Regions from separate parts of the Mus musculus genome. Here all the other regions are linked to region 7. Evidence: chromatin contacts called from public HiChIP or PLAC-seq and promoter capture Hi-C data. All regions are on one chromosome and are shown on one strand. The core of a region is the stretch at or near the end of the contact, and the rest is flanking DNA. Distances in the headings are between cores, read along the strand shown.

The links. Promoter capture Hi-C pulls out the DNA fragments that hold promoters and counts their contacts. HiChIP or PLAC-seq counts read pairs in DNA pulled down with a chosen protein or histone mark. Capture Hi-C pulls out chosen DNA fragments and counts their contacts.
Region 1: a promoter capture Hi-C map of liver shows a contact between it and region 7. The contact joins the promoter of Ndufaf7 here to the promoter of Rmdn2 in region 7. A contact is called at or near these places in 13 of 39 promoter capture datasets (the 3T3-L1 cell line, 3T3-L1-derived adipocytes, the SN4741 cell line and 8 more), 6 of 115 datasets of contacts at active chromatin or transcription factors (bone marrow-derived macrophages, embryonic stem cells and stem cell-derived neural progenitor cells) and 4 of 9 other capture datasets (adipose tissue, liver, macrophages and 1 more).
Region 2: a promoter capture Hi-C map of liver shows a contact between it and region 7, with 2.1 times the contacts expected there. The contact joins the promoter of Strn here to the promoter of Rmdn2 in region 7. A contact is called at or near these places in 3 of 39 promoter capture datasets (cranial neural crest, maxillary cranial neural crest and pre-B cells), 1 of 484 Hi-C or Micro-C datasets (embryonic stem cells), 3 of 115 datasets of contacts at active chromatin or transcription factors (embryonic stem cells, memory CD8 T cells and pancreatic cancer cells) and 3 of 9 other capture datasets (adipose tissue, embryonic stem cells and liver).
Region 3: a contact with region 7 is called in an H3K27ac HiChIP or PLAC-seq map of acute myeloid leukemia, with 7 times the contacts expected there. The contact joins the promoter of Eif2ak2 here to the promoter of Rmdn2 in region 7. A contact is called at or near these places in 4 of 39 promoter capture datasets (cranial neural crest, hippocampal neurons, maxillary cranial neural crest and 1 more), 4 of 115 datasets of contacts at active chromatin or transcription factors (acute myeloid leukemia, bone marrow-derived dendritic cells, bone marrow-derived macrophages and 1 more) and 1 of 9 other capture datasets (macrophages).
Region 4: a contact with region 7 is called in an H3K4me3 HiChIP or PLAC-seq map of bone marrow-derived macrophages, with 5 times the contacts expected there. The contact joins the promoter of Sos1 here to the promoter of Rmdn2 in region 7. A contact is called at or near these places in 1 of 39 promoter capture datasets (liver) and 1 of 115 datasets of contacts at active chromatin or transcription factors (bone marrow-derived macrophages).
Region 5: a promoter capture Hi-C map of liver shows a contact between it and region 7, with 4 times the contacts expected there. The contact joins the enhancer-like site here to the promoter of Rmdn2 in region 7. A contact is called at or near these places in 9 of 39 promoter capture datasets (the 3T3-L1 cell line, 3T3-L1-derived adipocytes, cranial neural crest and 5 more), 3 of 484 Hi-C or Micro-C datasets (bone marrow-derived macrophages and liver), 6 of 115 datasets of contacts at active chromatin or transcription factors (acute myeloid leukemia, bone marrow-derived macrophages, embryonic stem cells and 3 more) and 3 of 9 other capture datasets (embryonic stem cells, liver and macrophages).
Region 6: a contact with region 7 is called in a promoter capture Hi-C map of pre-B cells, with 4 times the contacts expected there. The contact joins the promoter of Gpatch11 here to the promoter of Rmdn2 in region 7. A contact is called at or near these places in 5 of 39 promoter capture datasets (cranial neural crest, hippocampal neurons, liver and 2 more), 1 of 484 Hi-C or Micro-C datasets (embryonic stem cells), 7 of 115 datasets of contacts at active chromatin or transcription factors (acute myeloid leukemia, astrocytes, bone marrow-derived macrophages and 3 more) and 4 of 9 other capture datasets (adipose tissue, embryonic stem cells, liver and 1 more).

Annotation. Positions count from the first base shown.
Region 1 is chr17:78,935,597-78,939,651 of GRCm38.p6, forward strand. Ndufaf7 (NADH:ubiquinone oxidoreductase complex assembly factor 7) reads left to right here and starts at 1,539. Exons shown (of 10, transcript NM_028611.3): 1 at 1,539-1,605; 2 at 1,895-2,058; 3 at 2,945-3,025; 4 at 3,999-4,055. The coding sequence starts at 1,569. Cebpz (CCAAT/enhancer binding protein zeta) reads right to left here and starts at 1,474. Exons shown (of 16, transcript NM_001024806.2): 1 at 1,279-1,474; 2 at 1-471. The coding sequence starts at 1,434.
Region 2 is chr17:78,734,740-78,738,449 of GRCm38.p6, forward strand. Strn (striatin, calmodulin binding protein) reads right to left here and starts at 1,822. Exons shown (of 18, transcript NM_011500.3): 1 at 1,515-1,822. The coding sequence starts at 1,748.
Region 3 is chr17:78,879,908-78,883,828 of GRCm38.p6, forward strand. It overlaps Eif2ak2 (eukaryotic translation initiation factor 2-alpha kinase 2), which reads right to left and starts at 2,665. Exons shown (of 16, transcript NM_011163.4): 1 at 2,493-2,665. It overlaps Gm26637, which reads left to right and starts at 1,977. Exons shown (of 2, transcript XR_876974.2): 1 at 1,977-2,174.
Region 4 is chr17:80,478,224-80,481,718 of GRCm38.p6, forward strand. It overlaps Sos1 (SOS Ras/Rac guanine nucleotide exchange factor 1), which reads right to left and starts at 2,230. Exons shown (of 22, transcript NM_009231.2): 1 at 1,614-2,230. The coding sequence starts at 1,700.
Region 5 is chr17:78,991,431-78,995,042 of GRCm38.p6, forward strand. The region is part of intron 2 of Prkd3 (protein kinase D3); the gene reads right to left. All of the region lies in intron 5 of Gm41622 (a long non-coding RNA gene), which reads left to right. Among named protein-coding and RNA genes, the nearest start is that of Gm41622, 9.3 kb to the left of the region's middle. Within about 2 kb of position 1,336, at least 47 of the 459 cell types and tissues checked have an H3K27ac peak or open chromatin away from gene starts, as enhancers often do. A contact at or near this core is called in bone marrow-derived macrophages, hepatocytes and liver, where this site is marked.
Region 6 is chr17:78,834,240-78,837,714 of GRCm38.p6, forward strand. Gpatch11 (G patch domain containing 11) reads left to right here and starts at 1,277. Exons shown (of 10, transcript NM_181649.6): 1 at 1,277-1,439; 2 at 2,555-2,681. Heatr5b (HEAT repeat containing 5B) reads right to left here and starts at 1,142. Exons shown (of 36, transcript NM_001081179.1): 1 at 1,067-1,142; 2 at 1-4.
Region 7 is chr17:79,613,520-79,617,529 of GRCm38.p6, forward strand. It overlaps Rmdn2 (regulator of microtubule dynamics 2), which reads left to right and starts at 1,698. Exons shown (of 11, transcript NM_001368314.1): 1 at 1,698-1,849.

The sequences.
Region 1 (4,055 bases), core at 289-2,788, 680 kb before region 7:
GGCCAGGGCTTTGTACTTGGACACGACATCTGGAGGCTGCAGCTCCAAGGAATACTCACCGCTGTACTCCATGTCGTACCACTTGCCTCCAGGCCTGAGTAACATTGTTTGTCTCTCTAGAAATTCAAACACATCGGGTTGTTTATCTTTCTTTGCTTTGGAGACGGGACAGCTCTCAGGACGCTGTTCTGGTACAGTCTTATTTTTCACCTTCTTTTCCGATGTCTTTTTTCCTTCTGTTGCTTTTTGTTTTTTATTCTCCACCTTCAGTAGTTTTGCTTCTTTTTTGCTGGTGTTTTCCTTTTTCTCTGGTTCATCTTCTTCAATCAAAGACTTTGAGTATTTGGCCAAATTCAGATTCTGAATAAATGACTCCAGTTCACCTTGTTGAAGGTCGTCAATGGTTCCCTTTTTGCCCCCATCCACCACTTCCTCATTTTCATCCAAAGTAGCCAGCATAAGGTAATCTTGCTGTAGAAACACATTAAAAAAAAAAAAAAAAGGCCGTATTACAAACCCAGAAATTCAGTAAGAACTTCATTTTTAAAAACCATCACATATGAATTATTACACTATTATCTGGCAAACTCACAGATATCCAACAGGAAAATGTGCCAAAGATAGGTACACAATAGGGAAAAGGCTTTTGAAGAACCTTCTTCAAGATATGAAAAGATTCTCAAGCTGACAGTCACAAAATCCAGTGAAAATCGCAATGATCTAGGCACTCGTAATGCATCAGGTGAGCAAGGTTAAAGGTTTATCTGAGTGGGCAGGGGATGGCTCAGTGGGTCAAGTCTATGCCAAGGAGCCTGGTGATTTAGGTCCGATCCTCGGAAGTCACATAAAAGAGAGAATCGATTCCAAAGTTGTCCTCTGACTTCCACACGAGTGTACCAACAAACATACAACACTCCTTCCAATAATAGAAAGTACTTTATGAGGTAGTGTAGGGAGGAAGAGGCACTTTCATAAAAGGCTAATGTAAACTGGCAGGTTCTTTTAGCGACTTCAATCCAACCTTTTAACCTAGCAGATGTAGATTACACATACGGTCGTGTTCAAAACATTTGCCCACGTGGTTAGAATCCGATCGCCTACATTTTAACGAGGCATAAACCCAGGAGAAAACATGCAAGCCGAACTGTTTTTTTTCCCACTGAAGCGCGGTAACAGTAAATGCGTGGGAAGCTCTCAGAGCAGGTCGGAGGCTGGGCTGCGGGTCCCACCTTCCCGGCAGCCGTGAGCATCCCCTTCCCCAGAGCCTGCGGCCCTTACCTTTGTGCCTCCGAGGCGTAACACCTCCTCCAGGGAGAAGCCATTCTTGCCCTCATCGCCATCCTCCTCGTCTTCCTCATCCGGATCTTCTGTCACCTGTTTGGGACGCCAGGGCTGCTTGGCAAGGAACGCCACAGGTTCCTGGTCGGCCGACATGGCGGGCTGGACACGCGAGTGCAGCCCGGAGCTTACTTCCGCTTTACGGTGACGCACTTCCTATTGCGAGGGCGATTCAGGAAATACCGTTTAAACCCCGCCTCCGGGGCGGAGCCTGGCCTCGGGGTGTAGGAATGAATGCTTTGGTGAGACGCTGCGTGGCCCGCGCGGGTGAGAGTCCCCTTGCAGGATCCTGTTTCCATGGAAACCGTATGGCGCGGCTCCTTGGTCCCTCCGTTGCTCACCTGGGGCTGGAGCAGGAAGCTGGTCCACAGAGAGGCTTAGCTGTGTGGAGGGGCTTGTAGTCATGGGTTCGGTGCATGCCTTGCCTCCATCGGGTCCTGACGTTGGGGCGAAGTTAGTGATGAACGAGGCATCCTTACAAGCTTTAGGCTGCTTGCTGCGCGTGTAAATGAAATGGAGATATCTAATGCGGGCGGTGCTTAATCGTGCTTTTCAGGCCTTCCCTGTATTTGGAGAGGGAAATGCTACAGCTCCGGGAATGAGCCGGCAGAAAGCAACCAGGTGACACCGATGCTGCGGCATCTTATGTACAAAATAAAGTCTACAGGTCCCATCACTGTGGCCGAGTACATGAAGGAGGTTTTGACTAACCCAGCCAAGGTAAACGTAGGGGGAGCGTGAACCACCCAGTGTGTGTACACAGAGGAGCCCGAAGGCCTCTAGAGCCATCAGGTGTTGAGCCACCGCCGAAGTCCTTGGAATATAGTCTTATCTGTCATTTGCGTTAAAGGGCAGTGCCAAAAAAGAGGTCATGACAAATTCCTGCGGAGTTTAGGTGACAGAATGTAATTTAATTTTCCTGAGTTAAAGGAATGCTGATTTTCTAACCGGGGTTGTGGATTTCTGCTGTTTGTATAAGGGAAACGCTGTATGTATGAGGTTGACCTTGAACTTGCAGCATCTTCTTATTTACCCTCCTGAGTGCTGGGATTCTAGGTGGTCTTCACCTGCCTGGCTAAAAGAAAGCTTTGAGTCTTTCTTGAAGGTTAAGCATTATGGTAAAACTTGGGATATGAAGTTAAGACAAAGTCTTCTCCCCAGATAATTAAGCCTTGTAAGAAACGTAATTGTTGTCTTATTTAAAAAAAAAAAAAAGCACTGGATTTAGTTTTGGGTTGGGAGTCTTTGGAGAGAGAAGTCAGTGAAGACACTGTTTGAATAGACTGAATGGATGCCAGGGAGAACTAAAATGAGAAGAAAGTGAGACTTTGCATTGGTATGGAAGAGTGGGAGAGGGCAAGGAGTAGAGAGATGATCTTGTCTGCAGCCCTTCTACTTGAGTAATTGCTGTTTGGTGAGTTTTGCAAAATGACTACTACTATGTAAAATTTAGGTAAAGACTCTGTCCTTATCTTGGTTACTTCAGAAGAGAGAACTTTCTTGGTAAATACTTACTTCACTGTAAGCATTCCATAAAATTTTGGTGGAGCACTTTTGAAAGCTTTATTTGAAAATTAATCTTTTCCATTTCTCCTCTTTTACTCAGGGATATTATGTGCATCAGGATATGCTAGGAGAAAAAGGAGACTTTATTACTTCACCTGAAATAAGCCAAATCTTCGGGGAGGTAATAACCAACATGTAGACCTTAAAAGAAATGTTATAGATACTGAGGGCAGAGCAAGCGATGCTCATGTGTAATAGTGTTTTATGGTGTGTGTGTGTGTGAGTCATCAAATATTTAAAACTTAGAACACTTGAAAAACTCAGATTTCACTATAGAAAAAGAAGAGGAATCCGGGCAGTGGTAGCACATGCCTTTAATCCCAGCACTTGGGAGGCAGAGGCAGGCAGATTTCTGAGTTCAAGGCCAGCCTGGTCTACAAAGTGAGTTCCAGGACAGCCAGGGCTACACAGAAAAACCCTGTCTCGAAAAACCAAAAAAAGAAAAAAAAAAAAAAGAAAGAAAAGAAAAAGGTGGAAACATGTGAAGGACAACGGAAGATAGAAAAGGTTTGAGAAGAGGAAAACCATGAACAATGTGATTGAATGGGGAGAGAGAGAGAAGCAAGTGAGCTAACTGCCAGCTCTGACTTAATCAGATCACGGTGGCGGTCTCCCTGGAAGAAACAGGGTTGTGGCTCATTTACTTCCCTAAAAGTGCCTTTGATGACTTAAAAATAGGAAATAGTACATAAACAAGTGAAATCTAGGCTTGAGAAAGTAAATTATATTTAAGGGTTGTGTAACACTGGAAATCATGAGTAAGAAGAAGTGGCATAATTGTTCTGCGTCCTTTTGTTCCCAAAGTCTGGTACCTTTGTATAAGTGATTGCTTATTTGTGCCATGGGGCTTAGCACCCTTCACCCTGAGAGTGAGCTTCCTATGCAGTCTATGTCCTGACAATCCCAGTGAAGTTCCAGTGCATTCAGATCTCTGTGTGTGTGTGTGTGTGTGTGTGTGTGTGCATCTGTATAGATCTATGTATGTCCAATGACCTATATTGGATTATTTGTAAATGTTTTGCTTTTTGGTATAAAGTATGTATTTACATTGAGTTTTATGGTATAACACTTTAATGTTTTTTTTCTTGTCATAGCTACTAGGGGTGTGGTTTGTTAGTGAATGGATAGCCTCTGGAAAAAGCCCAGCATTC
Region 2 (3,710 bases), core at 572-3,071, 880 kb before region 7:
TGTAACTGCAGAAACGTAAGAAACCATACAGGCCACTACCTGACTTCATTCAATTGCCCTACCCACCGCCCCGAAGTTGGTTACACTCCTGTATTCCTAAGTTTCATCGGAGATAGACATAACCGTGGGCTAGTTCACACAGCTCTATCCACTGACTGTCCGCCTTCTCATTAAAACAGAAACTCCATGAGGGGGGCAGGTTTCGTTAATCGGAGTCTGGATACACAAGGCAGGCATTCACTGAGCCCTGAACCTGTGCTGAATAAGTAAGGGTTGAAACTGAAGCCCAGAGAGGTCACAGAATCCCCTCAAGGTCACAGAGCCGGACTCAAGCCCAGCCTTTATCAGAGACTTATTTACCATAACCTTGCCTGTTTGCTCCTTCTGTGGCCACATCAATCTCTCAAAGCAGTACGCTTCTACAAGCGAGTCTCTTCAGTGTTTCTTTCTCTTCATATTTTGTGCCAAAAAAAAAAAAAACCACCAAAAACCAAAAAAGAAACACACTTCGAGTGCTTCGCAAACAAACTAAAACTGTACTCAAATTTCATAAGCATACAGATTTAGCCCATAAAACAGAGAGGCACAATTCACAGCTCTTTGAGTTCCTCTGGAAATTAGTGTATGTGTTGGAAGTTTTATAAACAGTCACAGTAAACCTACTTACCAACTCAGAGTGACCAGTGAGTTACCAACCTTTCATGCTTCTCTGGCGCACAAGAGCTCCTCTCAGATAAGCATGCTTTATCTGGCAGGTTATGCAAGGGGGCAACGTAGCCCTGAAGCCCCTTTAGTTCCTTTTAAGCTCTGGACATACAAATCAACTCTTGGGAAGTTTGAGATTCTGTGAAAAGATGTCCCACCTCTGCCCATTTTCTGACTCCCATCAATCAAATCCTTCACTGAAACCTATGAGTCTAACCCAAACGCGAATGCGGGATGGGGTCAAAGGGCAGACAGGGAAACATTTTCAGACATAAAACTGGAGCTGACACTGCTAGTAACATCAGTTTCTCGAGGAAAGCCAAGGCCTCACTGATACAACTTGTGTTGCTTTCTCTGGTCACCTTCCTTGCAGAGTGAGCGATAGACAACTGCCAAACCCTTCTGCGAGGAACGTCTCTAGACCTAGGGTGCGTCAGGTTGAGCCAGGATGATCTGCTCGGAGTCTCTCAAAACTACTGTCAACCCAATCAGTAAACCGAAAGGGACAGACAACCCCAAAATGTGGCATGGCAAACCAGTAGGAATAAGCACCGGAGTTGAGAGTGGGGAAAACAGCCGCCGGGAGGGTAAATGGATCAGAAGGAGTGGGAAAACAGGCTCAAGGAAGTGGGATCAGCAAAAAAAAGTCAAAGGTGACTGGAGGAAGGGGGATGAGATTCTGGAAGTGATGGGCGCAAGGCAAGGGGGAGGGGGCGCGAGCGGGCTGGGGGAGGGGGCGAAGGGTCTGGGGCGGGGCTGAAGAGAGAGAAGAGGCGGGATGAGGACCGCCAGGCCGGGAGGGTCTTTACCTGCAGCTCCGCCCGCTCCACCTCCCACTGGGCTCTCTCCACCTCGAAGCGGGCCCATTCGTGCTGCAGGAAGTGCAAGATCCCCGGGAGGCTGTACTGAGCTCGGGCCGCCCCCGCCGCAGCCGCTCCGTCTCCGGCCGCTGCAGCCTCCGCCAGAGGCCCGAGCCCCTTAGCACCGCCAGCTCCCGGGTGGTTGTTGCTGAAGAAGACGCCGGGCCCCGCCTGCTCGTCCATGGCGGCCGCACGAACCCCGGGGAGCTCTCTGCCTAGGCGCCCAGCAGCGGCGGCAAACTGCGGCGGCCAGCTCTGCCTCCTCCCTCCGCCGCTCCCCGCCCACACCCCAGTCAGCAGGGAGCAGCCGCCCGGGCGCGGGGGCCGGGCGAGCCCGTGACGGGCCGGGAAGTGGGTCAACTGCGGCCCGCGGGGCTTGCCGGGAAATGTAGTCCCGGGGCGTGGCGAACCCCGCTTGCCTGTAGGCCTGCGCCTCTCGGAGGCCGGACCGAAGCCACGCCCTTTCCTCGCCACGCCCTCCCCTGACGGCTCCGCGGGTTTCCTCTTCGGCAGTGCGGCCAGCCGATGCCCCTCGGGTCGCGCCGCCGCAGGCTCCCTTCATGCGGAAGTTCGCGAGCGGCGCTCCCTGTTGCATATTCGCACGCGGAAGTTATCACGCCAAGTACCAGCCCTAGCTCCACTTAGTTTAGGGCTTCCTGGTCGTTTTGTTAAGAAATAGGCGCTGGGCAAGCCATCCGGTCGTCTGCCCCCTCGTCGCCCTTTTCGGGGTTCATCAAAGCCTCGACACCCCTGGACCACGGCTTGCCATCGAGCCTACCATTCATCCCCAGAGGGGCTCAGTGCTTGTTAACAGACCAGTTTTCCCTTAGGAGGAGGAACTCTGGTCTTCTCTCTTTCTGCTAAGGTTCGACATTTGCCATGAGGGCTTTTTCTAATTTCCAGTTTAACACTTGGTCTGAAATATTAGTATTAAAAGTCCCTTTCTCTGTGCTAATCCTGCTTGTAAATTCTGCCAAAGTTTTAGATCTCCAGTAATAAAGAAGTGCTGCCTGTCCAATCTCATTTTTCCCCCCATCTTTGCGGCAGTTTTCACTCAATTCGCTTGAACAAGTATTTTATTGTCAGTAATATTCCGTGCCAGGAATATAAAGATAGATGTCACAGTTCTTGTCATCAAAAGGAGGTTGACATACATATAGAGTCACAGAGCCCTAAGGGCTACAATCAGAAGGAACAAAGTCCCTTTTTGCTCTATTGCACTCCTGAACCCGGGAACCTCCCCTTCCCACTTGTCGCTTTCCTAATTTCTTGGGCAATTGATCTTTACACCAAAGGCACACTAAAATCCTTTCCTTCTAAGTGGTTTGCCAGTGTTTTCCCTCTCTGAGTACCCTGATAACTATTATCATTATAAATTTACACTACACCAACTGGAGAAAGGAATGTGCCTGAAGAACATTTAAGAAATGAAAACGAAATTAAGTAATTATTTATCTGTCACTCCAACAAAAAAAAATTGTAATTTTGTTTTGATCTGGTGGACATGAAAAAAGAAAAAAAGAGAGTCAAGATACAAGCTGATGAGTGACTTGCAAGGGAAGGGCATCCTGTCCCTGTCCTCTCTGTTCCCTGGTCTTCCCATGGCAACTTGTGAAAAGGACAGGAAACACATTGTCTCTGCTCGGGTTGCAAAGAGCGATGGCAAAGCCCTCTGCTCAGTTACTGAATGTTTCTGCTTTGTGAATTCATTCTTTATTATCATAAAAAGTTGATCCAGGCCTGGCCAAATTCCTTGTGTCATAAATTAGTTTGGCTCTAAATGTTCTTTGAGATCCAGCCTGATTCATTCACAGCTCAAGAAATTGAGACTGTCCTCAATGAGACCTTGAATGACAGATGACTACCAAAACTAGCACCCAGATTACCTGCCTGTTAGCCCAGTAACCTTAAAAAAATTAAGCTGGACATGGTGGCACAGCCCAGAGACAAGAGACAAGCAGAGGGAAACAGATTTCTGAGTTTGAGACCAGCCTGGTCTACAGCATGAGTTCTAGGACAGCCAGGGCTAGTTATATATTTCTCTATCTATCTGATTTAATTTTAATTAATTAAAAACATGCTGACTACTCTTATATCTATCAGAACCAAGAAAACATAAATAGAATTTTTTTCCTTTCTTTTTTT
Region 3 (3,921 bases), core at 1,415-3,914, 730 kb before region 7:
AGCCCCACATTTGATCCTCACCGCCTTATGAAATGTAATTTTACTTTTTAAATTTTAAGCACGATTCTTCACCTGTGGGCTGTGACCCCTTTCACAGAGGTCACATATCAGATATTTACAGTGTAATTCAGAACAACAAAATTGCAGTTAAGGAGTAGCATCAAAATAATATGGTTGAGGTCAGCACAACGTGCGGGTGTTAAGGGGAAGGTTGAGGACCACTGCTTTAAAAGCATCTGGAGCCTCTACAAGTCACCAAGACTGCTGTTGCGAGAGTCCCAGGGGCTCATTCATTGTCAAATCCAATAGTCCAATTTCGGTCACTTGTTCCCGCCTCAACTCCCCACCCCCATTAGCTTAGGTTTCTGTGGGTCTCCTCTGTTCTCACAAGCTGGGCCTTCTCTGCCTCCTTCCCTGGCTCCTCCTCATCTTCTTTTCATCCAGAGACCCAGTCCTCAAGTCTCTTCCTGCTCTGTACTTAGCGTCTCTCCTGATGATCACCTCCAGGCTGTGACCTTACATTCTACCTACAGAGTGATGGTTTTCACCAGGGTTGGCAAGATGGATCAGCAGGTGAAGCAGCCTGCTGCAAAGACTGACCATCTGAGTTCAATCCCTGGGACCTACGTAGTTGTCCTGTGACCTAGACGGGCTCCCTGAAGCACATGTGAACACACATACATACACACACGCTCACATACAAATAATAGAAAAACATAAAACTAAATAAGTAAATGTACAGCTGGAAAGATGACCCAGCAGTTAACGGCACCGCTGCGCTTCCAGAGAATCCAAGTGTGGTTCTCAGCATGGCAGGCAGCTCAAACCTCTTTGTAATTCTAGCTTCTGGGGATCCGGCACCTTCCCTGGCCTCCAAGGGAATTGCATTCCTATGCACACACTCATACACAGATACATAATTAAAAATAAAAAGTAAATAAATTATTTTTTAGAAAGATTTATTTACTTTTTATGAATGTGAGTACAGTGTCTGTTACTCTCTTCAGACACACCACAAGAGGGCATCCGTCCCATTACAGATGGTTGGGACCCACCATGTGGTTGCTGGGAACTGGACTCAGATCTTCTGGAAGAGTGGTCAGCGCTCTTAACCGCTGAGCCATCTCTTCAGCCCCCAATAAATTCTTTTTAAAAATCAATATAACAGTTGTAACTGAAAAAGGAATGAAGGTACCAGAACTATAATAAGGGCTTGGTACAAATGAATGAATAAGTCCACTGGGGAATGAATGGCTAGGTACGGTCCAATCCATGCTCCCAGGAGTTGGAACCCTTTGTCTAGGGAGCAATTTTATTCACCTCTCAGGATGGGCTGGCCTTCTGTGATGCTGCAGGGGCAACTAGAATCACTCCACCTCACCACTGTATTGACAGGTGGGATTCCTATAAAGGAATCAGGATGCTTACCAGGAAGCTGCTCTCAGCTCTCAGTCGCTCACCCAAAGAGCAGCCCATCACATGCACCAACAAATGCCACCTGCTTGTCTCACCTATATCCTGAAGACCCTGATCTTTCTCCTTCCTGAAGACTGTAGGACCCCAGAAGGCTGAGCCCCTCCAGTCGCTGCTTCCCATACAACATGCATTCAGCTAGTATATGATATATAAAGGAGCAAGCTGCACACAGTGTTTGGGTCCCTCCAGGGCCGCAGGGCAAGCTGAAAAACAAGCACACACTCTGCCCTGAGAGTGTCTTTAACTCCAGGGGGCAAGGCACGGTTAGTACTAAAGGTGCAACAGGGAATCCCGTTTCTCTAGAATTCAAGGTTATTTATGAATTACCATCCACTTAACATACATGGAACGAGCACCTGTCAGGGATCAGGTGCTAGGCTTATACAAGCCAATGAAAACTGCTCTTGGGATCTTACTGGTAGAAGGAAAAAGACTAATTCTAGTACTAAGTACTAGTTGGAAGATTGAGAAAAATATGGGGCAGGGGACGGGGGGCGCTGGCTATGAGGGCAGAGTGGAGTTTCTAGCTTAGGGAAGGTAATTCATATCATTGGCTCTGTGAAAAGGACTGGATAGACAGATCTGCCCAGGAAGTCACTTGGGGGTGGGGTGAGGTGGAAAGGGCTTTCCAGGAAGTAGAAACAGGCAGCATGAAGGCAGGAGTTGGAGGGTATTTGGCTGTGGCCCAGAACCACCAAGTAAGTCTGAAAGTGGTGGGCACTGGGCGGGGGAGTTGGGAGAAGAAGGGGGAAGGGGAGGGGGAGGCGCGGGGGGGGGGGTTGCCTGACCATAGCGGCTGGTGGAGGATGGAGCAGGACCCGCTTGTCACAAAGGACAGCTAATTGGAATGCCATGACTGTGCAGCACAAAGTCTTGGCGCAGAATTCAGTCTCTGGGTCATTCAGGCTTCTAGAGTTCCCTCCAGAGTTTTAAGTCATTGGGCTTGTCATTTTCCTTCTGGGTCCCTTTTCCTGCAACCGCTATCCAGGAGTGGGAAAATAGCCCTCAGGTCTTACCAAAGTTTCTGGATCCGGACAGTGGCTCGCTCCCTGGAGCAGGATTCGAATTGTACTTCAGGTGCAGGCTCTGAAATCTATTCGCCCTCCGTTCCCTGCCGCTGCTGCTGCCCATGGAAGTCCGGGCCTGGCCGGTTCTCTTCTGTTTCGTTTTCCCGGCGGACTCCGCCTTCCCACACTGCTCTGGGCCCCTCCCGCACCGGCTCGCACCCGCGAGAAGTCAGGTAGGCGTGTCGCCTCTGTACCCCAGCGCGGGAGCCAAGGTCCGGGCCCGCCTCCCCTCTCCTGTGCAACTGCAGTAACTGCCAGCTTCTCCAGGTTTCGGACACTTCCTGGCTTCCATTCTGGGAAAGCTCTGCAGGAAGAAGAAGGAGAAACCCAAGCCTCCTGCTCCTGGATCAATGATCACAATCTACTTTTCAAAACAAACTTTGAGGAAGCAACTGGGCACATGGATGCTACCGAATTCCGATGTGCAGTGGGAGATACTGAGTAACTCGCCTCTCAGAGGGTCCAGCCAAGCTATGTCTGTGACAATTGAAGTCCAGGTTTGTAAACGTTAGTCTCCTTCCCCTTTCACACTGCCATGCCAAGGAGGACATAGCCATCTTGACAACATTGGCCAGAGGGTTGAAGAATTCTCTCTTAAATCTATTTGTCCAGCCCTCAGCAGTTACCTGCTAGCCCCTTGTTGCATATCACTCACCAGGCCAGGCCCCTGTTAAGATCCACCTGCTCCCAGAAAGGCCACAAGGAATGTTTTATCACAAGGCCAACACCAGCAGTCCCTGCTTAATAAGGAACCTTGCCTGAGCTGGAGAGATGGCTCAGCAGGTAAAAGCACTGACTGCTCTTCCAGAGGTCCTGAGTTCAATTCCCAGCAACCACATGGTGGCTCACAACCATCTGTAATGGGATCCGATGCCCTCTTCTGGTGTGTCTGAAGACAGCTATAGTGAACTCGTATACGGGTTAAAACAAAATTAAAAAAAAAAAAAGAAAAGAAAAGCAATCCTACCTTCCTGTAAGACTGTAACACACTCCCATAATGGAACTTGCTGGCCCAGGACTTGAGGGTTTAGCTTGTGGCACACTGCCCAGTGACACATCTTCATGCCTGCACTCTGAGCTGAGCACCATCCCTATGAGGAGAACTCAGGAGCTAGAATTAGAACCGGGAAATTGTACTCCCAACATGGCAACTGGTGAGAGATGGAAAAGTCCCAAGACAGAGCCCCCAATTTCACAGTCAACATTGCTGTGCCCACTCCTTTCTTCTTCCTTTCCTGTAAGGTAGGAGAACAACAGCCTAACTTTTCTTGTAGCGTGGATCCTGGGTGTAATTTGAGGTCTCTAATGTGAAAAGCCCGTGACCAGATCAGCCTCGATAAACTCCCGCTCCCTACTATAGCACCTTAAATGAACACCC
Region 4 (3,495 bases), core at 980-3,479, 870 kb after region 7:
TCCAGGACAGCCAGGGCTATGCAGAGAAACCCTGTCTCGAAAAAAAGAAACTGGTGACTAATTACATACATTGAAAAACAAAACAAAATCCACAATGCCAGCCACACAAAATAGATTTCAGCAAGGACCACCCAAGTGGCAAGTTAGAGTAGTCTGCCAACTTCTACAATGCTCTGTCTACCATTCTAAAGGAGCCTCGAGTGTTATTTTGGAGGTTTCCTTAGAATAGGAGCTATTGCTTTTAAGCCATATACCTCAAACTGGTTCTATGAGAGCTTTTGTACATATAAATCAATTTTTTGTCTTCATCCTGTCCTGTCAAAATACCAAACTTCTAGCATCATGAGGCATTCTTCTCCAATTCTCCAAGCTAAGCAGGCAATTGTGCAGGTAAAGCCAATGTAGAAATGGACTGAAGTCTCATGGAGTCATTAAGGATGCACAACAAGGTGGTCTCTTTGATTTTCTTAGAAAACATACAGAGGTTTGTAAGTAGGGAGACACTTGAGGATAAAGCGCAGGAACCTAAGTCTGAAAGATAAAAGCAAAGTCTTCCAACAAAGCCAACAGTTTCCACATAACATACCAAGAGGGGAAGGGGAGAACAGGGCAGACGAGAAACTGAAAGGTACTGGCCTCTGGGAGTATGAAATACCTTTCAAGACTTTCTGGTAAAATAGAAAGGCTCTGCATAATGGCACAGTAAACGCCAGGTACTCAGTAGTAACAAAACTGCATTTTAGCAAAGATAGCACGAAAATCATCTGAGCAACAAGAAATGGGAGATTAAATTGTAAAACAATTTCTACAGGTAAGGCAAATGAAAACAAAAACCAATCTGGTTGTTTTAAAATCCATTCAAGCACACCTGTTTCAGATGTCTTAGTACAGTATTTACTATGTCACTAAGTGTTGCTGTAGAAGCTGTTAAAATGTAGCAACATTCACGAATAACTTTAACCACTGGCAAACAAAAATCCAAAATGCCTAACCAAAGGACAGACAGTTGCTTTAGAAGCTTTTAAAATGTAGCAACATTTCCAAATAAAAAGATGCAAAACACCAAACCAAATGACGTTCAAAGATTCTCAGACACTTCAAAAGAACCAATCTGAATACAGTGGCATGTGCATCACCGCTGTAATGGGGGAGGGGGTCAAGAAAACGGGGAGTTATGACTGAGGACGAGCACAGCCGAGCAGGCCATGTTCTTGCTGGCAGGCAACCTCGCAATTACTTAGGCAAGCACTGTGGCCAAGGCACTTTCGAGCCAGTGAGAGTACCGGACTCCTAAAACGAGAGGTTGACCGCAGTTCGGAAGATCGAGAAGGTAGGCAATGGCCTTCGTTGACCTCCACGGAAAACCGAGGCTCCTCCAACCCCCGCCTCCGCGCTTGGATGATCCAGACCAACCCTCCCCGACTGTGTGCGGCCTTCCCACGCACCCCGGGCGAGTGTCAACAGCTGGAGCAGCGGACGCGGGGAACCTCGCAGCCCGAGCAGACCTCCCCGAGATCCGAGACCGGGAAGAAAGACGACAGTGGCGCCCCGCCTCCCCACCCTCGCCCAGCCCCGCGCGGACTGCGGCCGGGAAGCGGGTTCCGCGCCCCTACCTTTTTCAGCGCAGGCACCAGCAGCCCCCGCCACTTGGGCGCGTTCTCCTCGCTGAAAAACTCGTAAGGCAGCTGCTGCGCCTGCATGGTGCCCGCGGGGCGCCTCGGGGCGGGCGGAGGGGCGGCGGCTCGCGGCGCGGAGAAGGGCCACAGCCCGTGCACGGCCCGGCCCCCTCGGGGCGCCGCGCGGCCCGGCTAGCGCTGGCGAGGAGTCTGGGGGGCGAGGCCCGCGGCCGGACACCCACCCGACACGCGCGCCGCTCGCCGAGAGCCAACGCAACCCGGCGGCGGCGGCGGCGGCATCCCGCACCACCGCCCCGGGGCAGGCCCCCCGCTCCGCCCCGGGCCGCCCTCCGCCGGGGCTGCGCTCCCCGGCACGGCCTGGCCCGCCGAGAGACGGCGCGTGGATGGACGCTCCGGCCGGTGGCGCCCGCTCGCCAGCGGGGAACTCAAGCGAGAGGCCCAGAACGGGACGAAGCGGGAGCAGGGGTCGGTGGGGAACGGGGAGGGCCCGAGGTCGCTGCCGGGGAATCCGGCCGCTTGGCCGTCGCCGCCGCTGCTGCTACCGCTGCCGCTGCCGCCGCCGGTGTAGCGCCGGAGCTTCCTACTAGCAAACTGAACCTGCTCGCAACTGAGCATGCGCCGCTGGCCCGGGCCGGTTCGCTCCGGGTTTTCCGGCTGCCCGCGGATGAGGAGGGGTGCGCGCCAGAGGCTGGGGAGGGCACTCGCAGAGGCGGGGCTGAAGGACCCTGAAGGCGAACCCGCGACCCGAGAACCTGGGTGTGGGGGCCTGCGAGCAGGCGAAGCGCCCCTTTTGTGTGGTCCCACAGCCCGGGAGCCCATCCAGCTCTAGGAGATCCTAGGCCCTGTGTTTCAGAAAAGGGGTGTGTGTACTTTGTTCCCAGCACGAAGATAAGGAGTGCCCCGAGCATGCACTGTATACTAAACAGATTGCACAAAAGATAGATCCCTCTCACAAAAACAAAACAAAACAAAACAAAAAAAAAAAAAAAACAAAAGGCCCGACTGCTCAGTGTTTGTCTAGTGGGAGGAGAGATTGCCTGTTTCCATCTGCCTTTCCATGCCATGAGGACGTAACGCATACGTGTAGTATTTATTGATCATGTGTCTATTCAAACCCACAAGCTTTTATTTATGGATTTAGTCCATCCTGCTTGGGATCTTTCATAGCTTCAACTGGATAATTAGCTTCTGGAAGGGAGGGATTTCCCCCCAGCCCTCACCTCGCCTTGGTACAGGACCCAGGATAGAGATATGAAAATCACAGAATGCTATAAAAGCAGTATCTATGAATTGTCCGTCCATCCTAAGGATGGACTTGCTTCCTGTAGTGGCACTGTGCAACGCTGTGGCACATGTGCTCTATCATTGAACGCTTTCTTAGTAAAACGTCTTAGTTTTCAGTTTTCATTTCATAGATGAGAAGACAGTTGGAAGAACCATGCTGTTTTGTAGTACAATAAACAAGATCTCACAGATGAAAAATGTTTGAAACCACCATCTTTTAGACTACCTCTTAGGATCTGAATGAAATCTACAAGCCTTTCCTTTTATAATACATGTACAGATTTGCATCTTAAAAAAAAAGAAGTCCCCCTCATTTTGAACGTGTTCAGTAATAGTTTGAAGTCCATCCATTAACCATCAGAGTAGTAAGACAACAGCAGACCTGCTGGTGGGAGGGCTCAGCCAGGAAAGAGCAGGTGCAGCCAAGACTGGGAACCCAAGTTCTGTCTTAGATACCCAAACGCTGGGAGCAGAAAAACTGACTCCCAGAAGTTCGTCTGATCTCTACACATGGCCAATGGCAGGTGCACCACACACAAGATAAATATAATTTTTTAAAGAGAAAGGCAGAGGA
Region 5 (3,612 bases), core at 86-2,585, 620 kb before region 7:
ACGAACACAATACACATGAAAATGGAAAAGAAAGCTTTATCCATGGAGTCATTTCCCTTGCCCTGAATTGTATATGTCCATTACACAAGGCTGACCATCTTTCATAAGCTTAAGATATAAGAATTCATTATTTATATTTTTGCCTATTTTTAATAGTTCACTGATCCTCAAAAACTCCAAACTCAACTATTCCTCAAAATTATTTTTGCCTCTTCCAGAATGATTCTCAGTACATAGGGGCTATGGCAAAGTCATGGGCAAGCCAAGCGCAGAGGTACACACATGTAATCCCAGCTTCTAATGCTGGGGGCAGAGGATTCAAAGCTCAAGGGCACCCTTGGATAAACAGGGATTTGGAGGTTGGCCTGGACCACATGAGGAAAAAAAAAAAAGGCATGAACCAAACATTAAAAACCACAAACAAAAGCACTTTATATTTCAAAATCTATCAAAAATAACCTGCCAGTGAAATACACAGAAAGCGGAAGCATTTCAAAGATAATGGCTTGTTTTTCTAACAACAGAATAAGGAATAAAGGAAAAGGCCACTCTCCACTCAGTTGTATAATTTTAAAAGGAAAATATATTCTGGAAAAATAAATGCACACAAACTCTTGCTTCCATTTGCAAATCTGCTGTTCTCCTTCACAGGGCAGCAGAGGGACAACTGCCTCGCCATTGCTACTTTCTATGTACCCTTAAGACGTAAGATGCCCCCAAGAAATGGCCTATACACCTTCTAAACACCCCATTCTCATGGAGGAGAGCAAGGGCTCTTGGGACAAGGCTCAGGCCTCCCAGGGTCGCATCCGGGTACATGGTTAGTAGCTCTCAGTAACAAGCCCAGGCTACAGTGAGCTCAGAGCTCCCAGCTGGGTCTTTGTGCATTTCTCGTTTCCAGAACTGGGGTTTGTGAACACTTAGTAGGTACACATGGTGTGGCAGAGTGCACAGGTCAGCTCCAACATGGAACTATCTGCCCAGTTGCTGGTTAAAGCTCAGGCTGGAGAGCACTGCTGCTCTAGGATGAAAGGGTTTAGAGTGCAGGGAAGGTGGACGGGAGCTAGTAACCTCCTAAAACCGCAAAGCCTGTGTTTCCTTCCTTACCCTGCCTCAGCCCTGATTAGAGGGGGAAATGAAGGACAGCTAAGGAACGACGGTTTAAAGCAATTAAAAAAAAAAGTCTTTAATTTGGCCCGTTCCTAACAGCACTCTTTCAGTAGCTTCTCAATTTATTTTATTTTATTATTTTCTTCGGTCAATAACTCCCCTGCCTTGTGCAAAATGAAGGCTTTTCCCAGTTCTAGACCAACTGTGGCGAAACAAAAAGTTTTTATGAGAAACTTGTCTCATAAAAATCTCATGCCAACTAACTTCTGTCAGTGGAATGTCAGATAAGGTAGGAAGCTTACGAAACTTTTATTTTACTTGGCAAGACAGCATTTGCATGTTAACAAACAACATCAGAATTCAATATTATCTGAGTGAATTATTTACCTATCATTAGGCATTTTTAAAAGGTAGTATAAAAATGAGAAACCCTTGGAGTTTTAGGACACATATATTTTTGTTTTCATATAAGTGAGTGAAGTATACTAATTTTAGAGGCTGACACACGAATGCATATATGGGATACTAAATTGATTTTTAAACTTGAGACCAAGTACATCTTTACAGTACATCTTTAAGACTTATTCGGAATGACAGTAAACACATGCTAGGATGTTCTCTTTCCAGGTTTCCTCAGACTCCCGGAGAACCCAGAGCTTAGTTATTTAACTAGCACTTATTAAAAATTCTGTTGGTTATTCTGTAGAAACAAGACTAACATTCATTTAGCACCAATTCTGGAAAGCGCTCAACCATAGGGAAGAATTCCAATGATAATTTTCATTTAAAGCCAAAGTCACTAGTCTAGACGAGTCAGCGAGAACGGACTCACCAGGGACCTGAACTGATTCTTCCCCGCAGGTCTCCGCAGGTCTCCAGTTCACGTGCTCAACTTAACCCCACACGTCTGACATAAACCAGAGAAGTCTTTTTCTTTTTAAAATACACTTTCTCCGCTTGTTTTGTAAGTAGTTCTGAATTGTCTTTAACTTTAATGCTTGGACTTTCCCTCTTTTAGCTAAGATTGTAACCTGAATGTACAGCAAATTAACTTTCCCATCATCAGTTTAAGTATTTAGTAATGACTGCCCAACACTATTTAACCTAGATAATATGTGTGTATGTATCTACATGTATATGTATATACATGCACACACACACACACACACACACACACACACACATATATATATATATATATATATCTCAGAAAGATTAGAATGTCGCCAAGCCACTGCAACACAGCTGTAGTAGAGAGAATGGGGAAAGAAAACAACACAGAATGACAACTCTGTCCTAGAAAACAAAAGACACAGCTGGGGTTTTCATCCGCTATGACAGAACTGAAAATTACAACCAACTCATGTCTACAGAGACAATGGATCCATTCATTCAGACAGACCAAATCACCCCTCAAGTACACTGAATATTTGGTCTTCAGATCTAGTATTTAAATGATCAAAACTAAAGCCAAGTATTTTAAATCACCTAAAAACAGACAGAATTTCAATTTTACTAAATGCCATTATAACTCAAATGAATTGCTTTCTACCAACTTCCTTTCTCATTCCAATTACATCTAGTTTTTTCATTCAACAAACTAATAGCAAGAGTAGCTTTAGAGGGTATTTTTTAAGCCTCTTATCAATATGAAATCAAGTAAACATGGGAGCTAACATCCACTAGGTAGTCATCACATACCAGACACTGTGAATAAACTCTCCCAGTTTAAATAAACACGTCAGAACTAAAATTAAAAAAATATGTATGTATATATGGTTTTGTTGACATACGGCAACTAAATGCTGCAACTTTGATGTTCACTAAAGTTTTAAAACATCTATAGAACCAAGGATCTTTCTAAATTTAGAGTCTTTGAAGCCACAGGTATGTTTTCTGAGCATTATGGCCCAGGACTGCACTAAGAACTTTCTTTTTAATCACAACAACTCTTTATAAAGGTTTATCATAGGCTTGTAATGTGACGCTCAGCTGGTCTGGCTGACACACTTCGCCTGGCTCAGCCCCACTTCTACTGCTGCCAGACTGCATTCTAAGGTCTGACTGTCTTCCGGGTCCCACGACTTCCCTGGGGCTTCCTGCAAACACACCTTCTCTTCAGTATATACATCCCTAGAAGGTAGAAATCACACTCGTGTTCATTTTGCTTTGTAAACTATGAATCACTAGGAATCTAGGAGTTTGAGGGCAGCTCGGTGGTAGAGTACACGCTTAGCACGCACAAGGCCCTGGGTTCAATCGCCAGCGCCCCATATATACACATGTTCTTACACAGAAGAAGGAAAATGCCCACTATTTGCATGACCTTGTTTTTAGTATAAAAGCAAATAAAATGTGTTCTGTACTAAATGTTTACTGAGAGTAAGGTATTTCTGAGGAAAGACACGAAGAAGCTAGCACTGACCTCAATGTAATACGTTGGAAGACTTTCAAAGCTTAAAAAAAAAAAAGGAAGCTAAGTTTTGGCTTATGCTAACAACA
Region 6 (3,475 bases), core at 27-2,526, 780 kb before region 7:
ACACCTTAAATGAACAGATTCGTTTTTTAAAAAAAGAGTAAAATATATTCTAAGGAATTTTTAATTTATGTGTAGGAGTGTTTTGCCCAAATGTATGTATACACATACATACATACATACATACACACACACACACACACACACACACACACACACACACACACATATATATATATACAGGGTGTTGGCTCCCCCTAGAACTGGAGTTACAGATGGTTGTGAGTCATCTTGTGGGCGCTGGAAATCAAACCCAGGTCCTTGTCAAAAGCAACAAGTATTCTTAATCACGGATTCCTTTCTCCAGCCCTTACATGTAAGGATTTCTTAAATATTAAATGTCAAGTTTCATAAATGCAACCACTAAGCTAGGGAAAGAAAGCGTGGTTTCATTTCTCATTAGAGAACTAACTTTGAAAGGACAATGATTTAAAAGAAAGAAAGAAAGAAAGAAAGAAAGAAAGAAAGAAAGAAAGAAAGAAAGAAAGAAAGAAAGAAAGAAAGAAAGAAAGAAAGAAAGAAAGAAAGAAAGAAAGAAAAAACTGGCGATAAGAATGGAATGAAAGGAAAATGTAAATACTGCAAAAAAGGCACTATTCCGGGGCGGTTGTTTCCCTGTTAGAACACAGGCTATTAACTCATTCTACCCTGAGAACCCCGAAGCACCGAGCTCAGGCGTCTGGGGAGCTTTCTCCGCCACCCGTCCCTCGCCACCGGGACCCAGAAGAGTGACCGTAGGGTTCTGATCGGCGGAGGCGGGCCCCACGGGGACACTGCGGCAGGGGCGCCCGGGACAACCCCTCGCCCCGGGAATGCAGTGCTCCGGGTCTGGATGCACCGGGCCGCTCCGAAGACCCCGACAACTGAGAGTCTGCTGGAAACGCAAACCGGGGTCCCCGGGCCGCCCTGGGATGTCAGCCTCCCGTCGTAGGAGTCCTCGAGCTGTCAACCCCGAGGCTGAGGATCCCCGGCCTCAAAACTCGAATTCCCTCCTCAGCCCTCGGAAAATGTCCTGGGACCCAGGGATGTCACAGCCTGCAGGCTCTGACAGCGCGCGAGACCGCCTCACCTCCTGGTCTAGTCCGAGCCGAGCAGCCAAGCTCCGCTCTGCCGAGGGACCCGGATGCCCCGCCTCCCAAACTCCGGCCCTCAGGAAGCCGGGAGACGACGCATGCGCGAGACACAGGTCCTGCGGACCGGCCCGCCCCCACGTCCTCTTAGCCCCGCCCACCCCAAGTTTCGAAGCGAATCGGCTGTCGGGGACGAGTGGGATGTTTGTGGGTCCTGCGCCAATTGCACGGCGCATGCGCAGCGCGACCTCCGCGGAGCTGGTTCCGGGCAGTAAAGCTCCGGCTTCAGGGTGTGCGGGCGCTCAGGAGAATGACAGAGGTCGGTGCAAGTTGGCTGTGACTGCCTATCACAGCGTCAGCTACGCCCCATCCGTAAGTGGTCGTTTTGGTGGGAGGGTGCAGGAGGGAGGAGAGCGGGAGGGAAGAAAGAGCCTGCGATGCCCGAGGCACCCACAGGAGAGTTAGCCCAGCTCTGTGTGTTCTGTAGCTCTGCTTCAAACTCGGTGCTCAATACTGAAATACGCTAGCAGCACCTATAATCGTCCTGTTGAGAAAGTGGTTGCTCCATTATTTCGGAACAGGCAAAGCGCTTCACCTAAACTTGCTCTGGCTCTTTGACACACACCACCTCCAACCATCAACAGATGCTGCGTGATTTACCCCCTCAGACCCAGAATCCTGACCACTTCGCTGTTGTGACTCTTAAGTGAGGGGTCAGGCCACCAGCATCCCTACCTGGGTTATCTATCGACTTGTGGAGTTTATTCTTATATTTGAAGGAAGTGGATAATGCTAGTGTATGTTGTCCTCATAGGAGGGGAACCTTCACATTTTAAGACCCAATTCCTTATTCTTTTCTCTCTCTCTCTTTTTCTTTCTTTCCTTCTTCCTTCCTTTTTTTTTTTTTTAAGATTTATTTATTATATAGCGTTCTGCCTGCATGTATGCCTACAGGCCCAAAGAGGGCACCAGATTTCATTATAAATAGTTATAAAGCCACCATGTAATTGAACTCAGGACCTCTAGAAGAGCAGACAGTTCTTTTAACCTCTGAGCCATCTCTCCAGCCCCCTTATTCCACTTCCTAACATAATGTCCTCACTATTGGTAATTAACTTCCTCAAACCGTATCATTTAATGAATCTACAGTGCCCCCAGCTGTGAAGTTTCAGTGTGATTTTATGTGAAAATTATATGTAAAAGATGGAATAACTATAAAAGGCAGAGCTTTAAAAGTAACATGTAATCCCTTGTACTTTTGTAAGTGTGTGTGTGTGTATTTTTACACAGGTAGATCATACTGTCCTCGAACTGCTGGGTGCTGAAATCACACCAGAGGGCCACCATGTCTGTGGAGTTAAATGCTTCCCTTAAAAATAATCTAGTTTGAATTAGAGATTTAGCTCAGTTATAAAGCACATTCCTTGCTTGTATGAGGCCCTGGATTCAACACCCATCTCAGCAATTACAACCTCGTTCCGTTTCAGGAACAAGATCACCAAGACTTGTATTCTTTGTGGTTGTGAACCAATTATTTAGCCACATTGAGCCTCAGTTTTCCCTGCTGGAAAGTGGAACTAATACTTCTTATCTACTGGGCTGCTCCTAAGCTAGGTGAGTACTAGGAGACTGCAGGTCAGTCTGATTCATCTCGGGCTTGACTAATCTTCTAAGAGGCGCACTTAGTTGGCTCACTCATTTGTGCCTCGGATCCTCCCACGTGGCCATCTCTACAGAGCTTCTTGAGTGTTCTCATATATGACCACTGACTTCACTCAATTCATTCATACTACCAACTGTAGAGTGCACTGTATAGTGTGACCAAAAAGTCACCCTAAGCCAGGCGCAGGTGGCACTCAAGAGGCAGAGGCAGGTGGATCTCTATGAGTTCAAGGTCAGCCTGATCTACAAAGTGAGCTCCAGGATAGCTGAGACTACATAGAGAAACCCTGCCTCCAGAAAAGCCAAAAACAAAGTCACTCTAATATATCCTATTAAAAACTATTACACAAACTGCTCAACAAAATTGACTAGGAGCAGGTCATCTTGGAGAATACTACACGATTATATGAGGGTTTGTCTCATAACTGGAGAATCACAGGTTCAAGGCTAGCGTGGACTACATGGTGAGTTCCATGCCAGCCTGAGGTGGCGGGTGACCTGATCTCAGGGAGAGAGAAAAAAAAAAAAAAAGGATAAAACAAGAGTATTTGTCTCTGGTGGTCTGGTGACTTTGATTAGAATGGCTTACAGTTGGCTCATAGTACTTTTTGGAAAGCATTGTTGGAGGAGGTGTGTCAGTTTAGAAACCTTTGAGGTTTCTAAAACCCACACCATTCCCAGTTGGCCTTTGTTGGGTTGGCAGCCTCTCTGTTGCTAAGACATAGGGTGCTAAGATTCTCCATCTT
Region 7 (4,010 bases), core at 448-2,947:
ACAGTTTGTTTCCCTCAATGGATGTCACAGGTGATTAAGGAATTAGAACTCAGAAACACAAAAGGCACAGGCAAGCAGTAATTATGTCGTAGGGACCAGCGTAGGCTGAAAGCAGCAGGAGGTTTAGACTTCCTTAAACTATTTTTTGTTTGTTTGTTTGTTTTTTGTTTTTTCCAAGACAGGGTTTCTCTGTGAAGCCCTGGCTGTCCTGGAACTCACTCTGTAGACCAGGCTGGCCTCGATCCGCCTGCCTCTGCCTCCCAAGTGCTGGGATTAAAGGCGTGCGCCGCCACGCCCGGCTACTTCCTTAAACTCTTTATCCTTTCATGCATAAACTTTTTTTTTTTTTAATTATATGTAAGTACACTGTAGCTGTCCTCAGACACTCCAGAAGAGGGAGTCAGATCTCATTACGGATGGTTGTGAGCCACCATGTGGTTGCTGGGATTTGAACTTCGGACCTTCGGAAGAGCAGTCGAGTGCTCTTACCTGCTGAGCCATCTCACCAGCCCTCGTGCATAAACTTTTAAAGCACAAATGAACCCCGAGGGACAAGGAATGTGTCCAATAGCTTCTCAAGGGAAAGAGATCAAGGTTGGTGGATTTACCAAGACTAGTATAACCCAGTATGAAAGGAACACCATGTAAGAAGAGATGCCGGGTGGTTTGTTTACAGAGGAGAATGACTAGAGACCGGTCCTGTGAGGGTGTGCTGGGCCATGTCTCCAGCTCCAGCATGCTGTGCTTTTAGTAAAATGGCAGAAGCTAGGTTGTAATAAACTTGATTTCACACTAGGAAGTAAAAATTCTATAATGTGAAATTGTTTTCTTCAATTTCCTTCAGTAAAGAATAGTATATTGTACAATCAATCAACCCTGATTCTTTTTACAGCGGTTTGGTTCTTATGTTTTTGATAAACAGGGGTGCATCCATTTTTAATTCTATTCAGTTCATTGATGGGAACTTTAGTAATTAAGACTGTTCTCAGCCGGGCAGTGGTGACGCACGCCTTTAGTCCCAGCACTTGGGAGGCAGAGGCAGGCGGATTTCTGAGTTCCAGGCCAGCCTTGTCTACAGAGTGAGTTCCAGGACAACCAGGGCTATATAGAGAAACCCTATATTGACCCTCCCCCCAAAAGACTGTTCTCATCAAGTCAAAAGTTTAAGTCAACCATGCTCCAAGTGAGAGCTTTACAGAGGGGCATTTAAGCAGTTTTTTAAAAGTTTGACAGAATTATCATTACACAATCTGCAGAGCGTGATGCTGTGCAAACCTTCAACACCAGCCACCTGAATCCAAGAAGACTGGTTTTGAACTGAAAGCAACTCAAAACAGCAGGGGACAAAGAGGCTGGGAATTTGGTTCATAGAACATCAAAGTGAGTTGAAGTCAGGAAAACCAGATGATGGTGCAAGAAGTCTGCGTTTGACTGAAGGAAGGTTAAAAGTTGTGCCGTGGGGGTGGAGGTGAGCTAAGGGCGGGGAGGCCTTGGAAGCCATCGGTGGCAGGGATGGCCCAGTGGATGCGCCGGGTGGAGGGGGGCAGTTGCCTCCGAGGCGGCCTGCGGGGCGCTCTGCGGGGCTCAGCTTTCCGGGTCGAGAGAAGCAGGCCCGGAGCCCGGGGCTGAGCAGTGCTGGCGGCCGGAGGAGGCGGGAGCCCCGGGCCGCTAGCGGCTCCTCCCCCGGCGCCTCCGTTATCTGGGTCAGACACGAAGGCCACCACGCAGGACCTTGGGACCCGCAGGCTGCACAGGGTTCCACTCGGCCATCCTCTCCTGGCTCGCCCGCTCGCCCGCGGGTCCCGGTTCCCTGGCTCCAGCCCCAGAGAAGCCTGCGCAACGACTCCGGGTGCGTACCTAGCCAGGGAAGGGGTACCTGGGCGGGCTGGGCTCGGCAGCCCGGGTCCGACGGGCGGTGGGGCGTGTGGAAGAAGGCGGCGGCACTTCCGGCGGCTGCTCCACTTCCGGGTCGCGGCCTGCCGCCTGGTGACCTGGGGCTGCGGGCACTCCTGGCACCATCCTAGAGGAGCCTGCGCCCTGGAGAGGTGGCTTCCTGACCCCCGAGCCCAGGCGACCACCGGAGGCGGGCACCGCGCCTCTGCTCCTGCCTCAGGCTCGCGCCAACCTTGTTCTCTTTGCGTGCCCCCCAACTAAAAAAGAAAAAAATTTTGATTGTCTGCCCTTTTTTATACAAACATGGAAACTAGACTAACAGCACTACTACTAACATTTGCAAATAAGTTGAATACTAAAAGGCTCCAAATTTAAATTATAGATGAGGAAATGCATGAAAGTCTGATGGAGTGTTAGAATTCAATGGTAAAGTACTTGCATCGCTGAATACATGATAGCCCCAAGAACTCCGTCCGAATGTTGCCTTCCGAAGCTTGAAACTTAAAGCTGATTTGTAAGGCATGTTGCTTGACCCTCTTGGTCGTTTTCGTTCCTCTTGTTTATGGGTTCGAGCTCTTTATGCCTTCCCCTTATCCCAAGGACCAGCTGATGAATTCGTATGAATGTTTCTTAGGAGCTCGTTCTAAACATTCAAGTTACTTTAAGAACATTAATGTCTAGAGGTAAAACTAAGACATGAACGCAATGTTTTCTTTTAAAAGCATTGTGTGTCCTAGTTCCCTTGGAAGTCAACATTTCATTGTTTCACTAGGTGACTCGCTGCTAATAACCTTTGGTTGTGTACTGTATTAATTTTAGGTCATTTATGCAAACATAATAGCTATCCTTTTTCATCGTAAGTGATTTATAACTGGAAGTTTGTAAACTAATAATGTTTTGCTTCCAAAATGCAAACTTGCATCTTAAAATGAGTTGTAAAGTCTGCTCAATAAATTTTAGTTGCCTTATCTGTACTCAGGACAAGAGTATACTACTATAGTCAAGAGTCTAAAAACAATTTAAGTAATTTTATACAACCTTTTAAAGTACACCGTAGGCAAGCAGATTCTGATTTCCAACTTTTATAGTTTTCCTTGTTCATCCGTGTCATATTTCCGATTATTGACACAAAAGCACACTCCAAGTTACTTCTTGTTTGTGCCTTACTATTTTTATTCAGGGTTTTCAAGTCACTGACATAGAAGCACATAGAAGCATAAATTCACACACTCTGACCTATATGTTTCTAGTGGTGAGATTTTTTTTTAAACAAATGCCATATCTAGTGAGTCTATTCTTTGTTAATGTTCATGGTTTTGACGCCTTAGTTCACCTCTAACCATCTCTGCTCTGTCAGCATTCTGTCTGTCCTTGCTTGATGCTTTCTCATTCTGCATGCCGCTGGCTAGATGTCTCTAGGATTTACGAAACAGGAAGCCAGAGGTAACCTTTCTCACTTCTTGAATCTGATAACCCTCTGGGTAGATTACAGCAGTTTGTCTGAAAAATAATAATGGCACTATTGTCTTGAACTACTTCAAAGAGATCATTTGGAGCCGGTGTAGAACCCCAAAAAAGGTAAAAGTTTGGCTGCTTCTCATGTGTTTAAACCTGATTCTGTCTTGGGGATAAGGTCTTTCTCCTGGTGGATTTTTACTTCTGTTTATTTACTTATTAAATGAAAAAAAAAAAAAAAACCTTTCAGATCTTTCAGATGTGTGTGTGTGTGTGTGTGTGTGTGTGTGTGTGTGTGTTTCATAATGTAAAGTTCAAGGCTGGCCTACTAGGACTGGATCAAAGAATTAAATCAGCATAAGAAAATTCCTTATGGTAGACTTCTTTTGTTTTGTTTTTTGTTTCTGTTTTTTGTTTTTGTTTTTCTAGACAGGGTTTCTCTGTGTAGCCCTGGCCATCCTGGAACTCACTCTGTAGACCAGGCTGGCCTCAAACTCAGAAATACGCCTGCCTCTGCCTCCCAAGTGCAGGGATTAAAGGCGTGTGCCACCACTGCTCGGCCATGGTAGACTTCAAGATGGGCGTGTGGGCATTCTTCATTAAGGGTGGGATGGGGCTGGGGATAGAGAGAGAGAAGGCAGGTACAGAATGGGTGTTGTTGG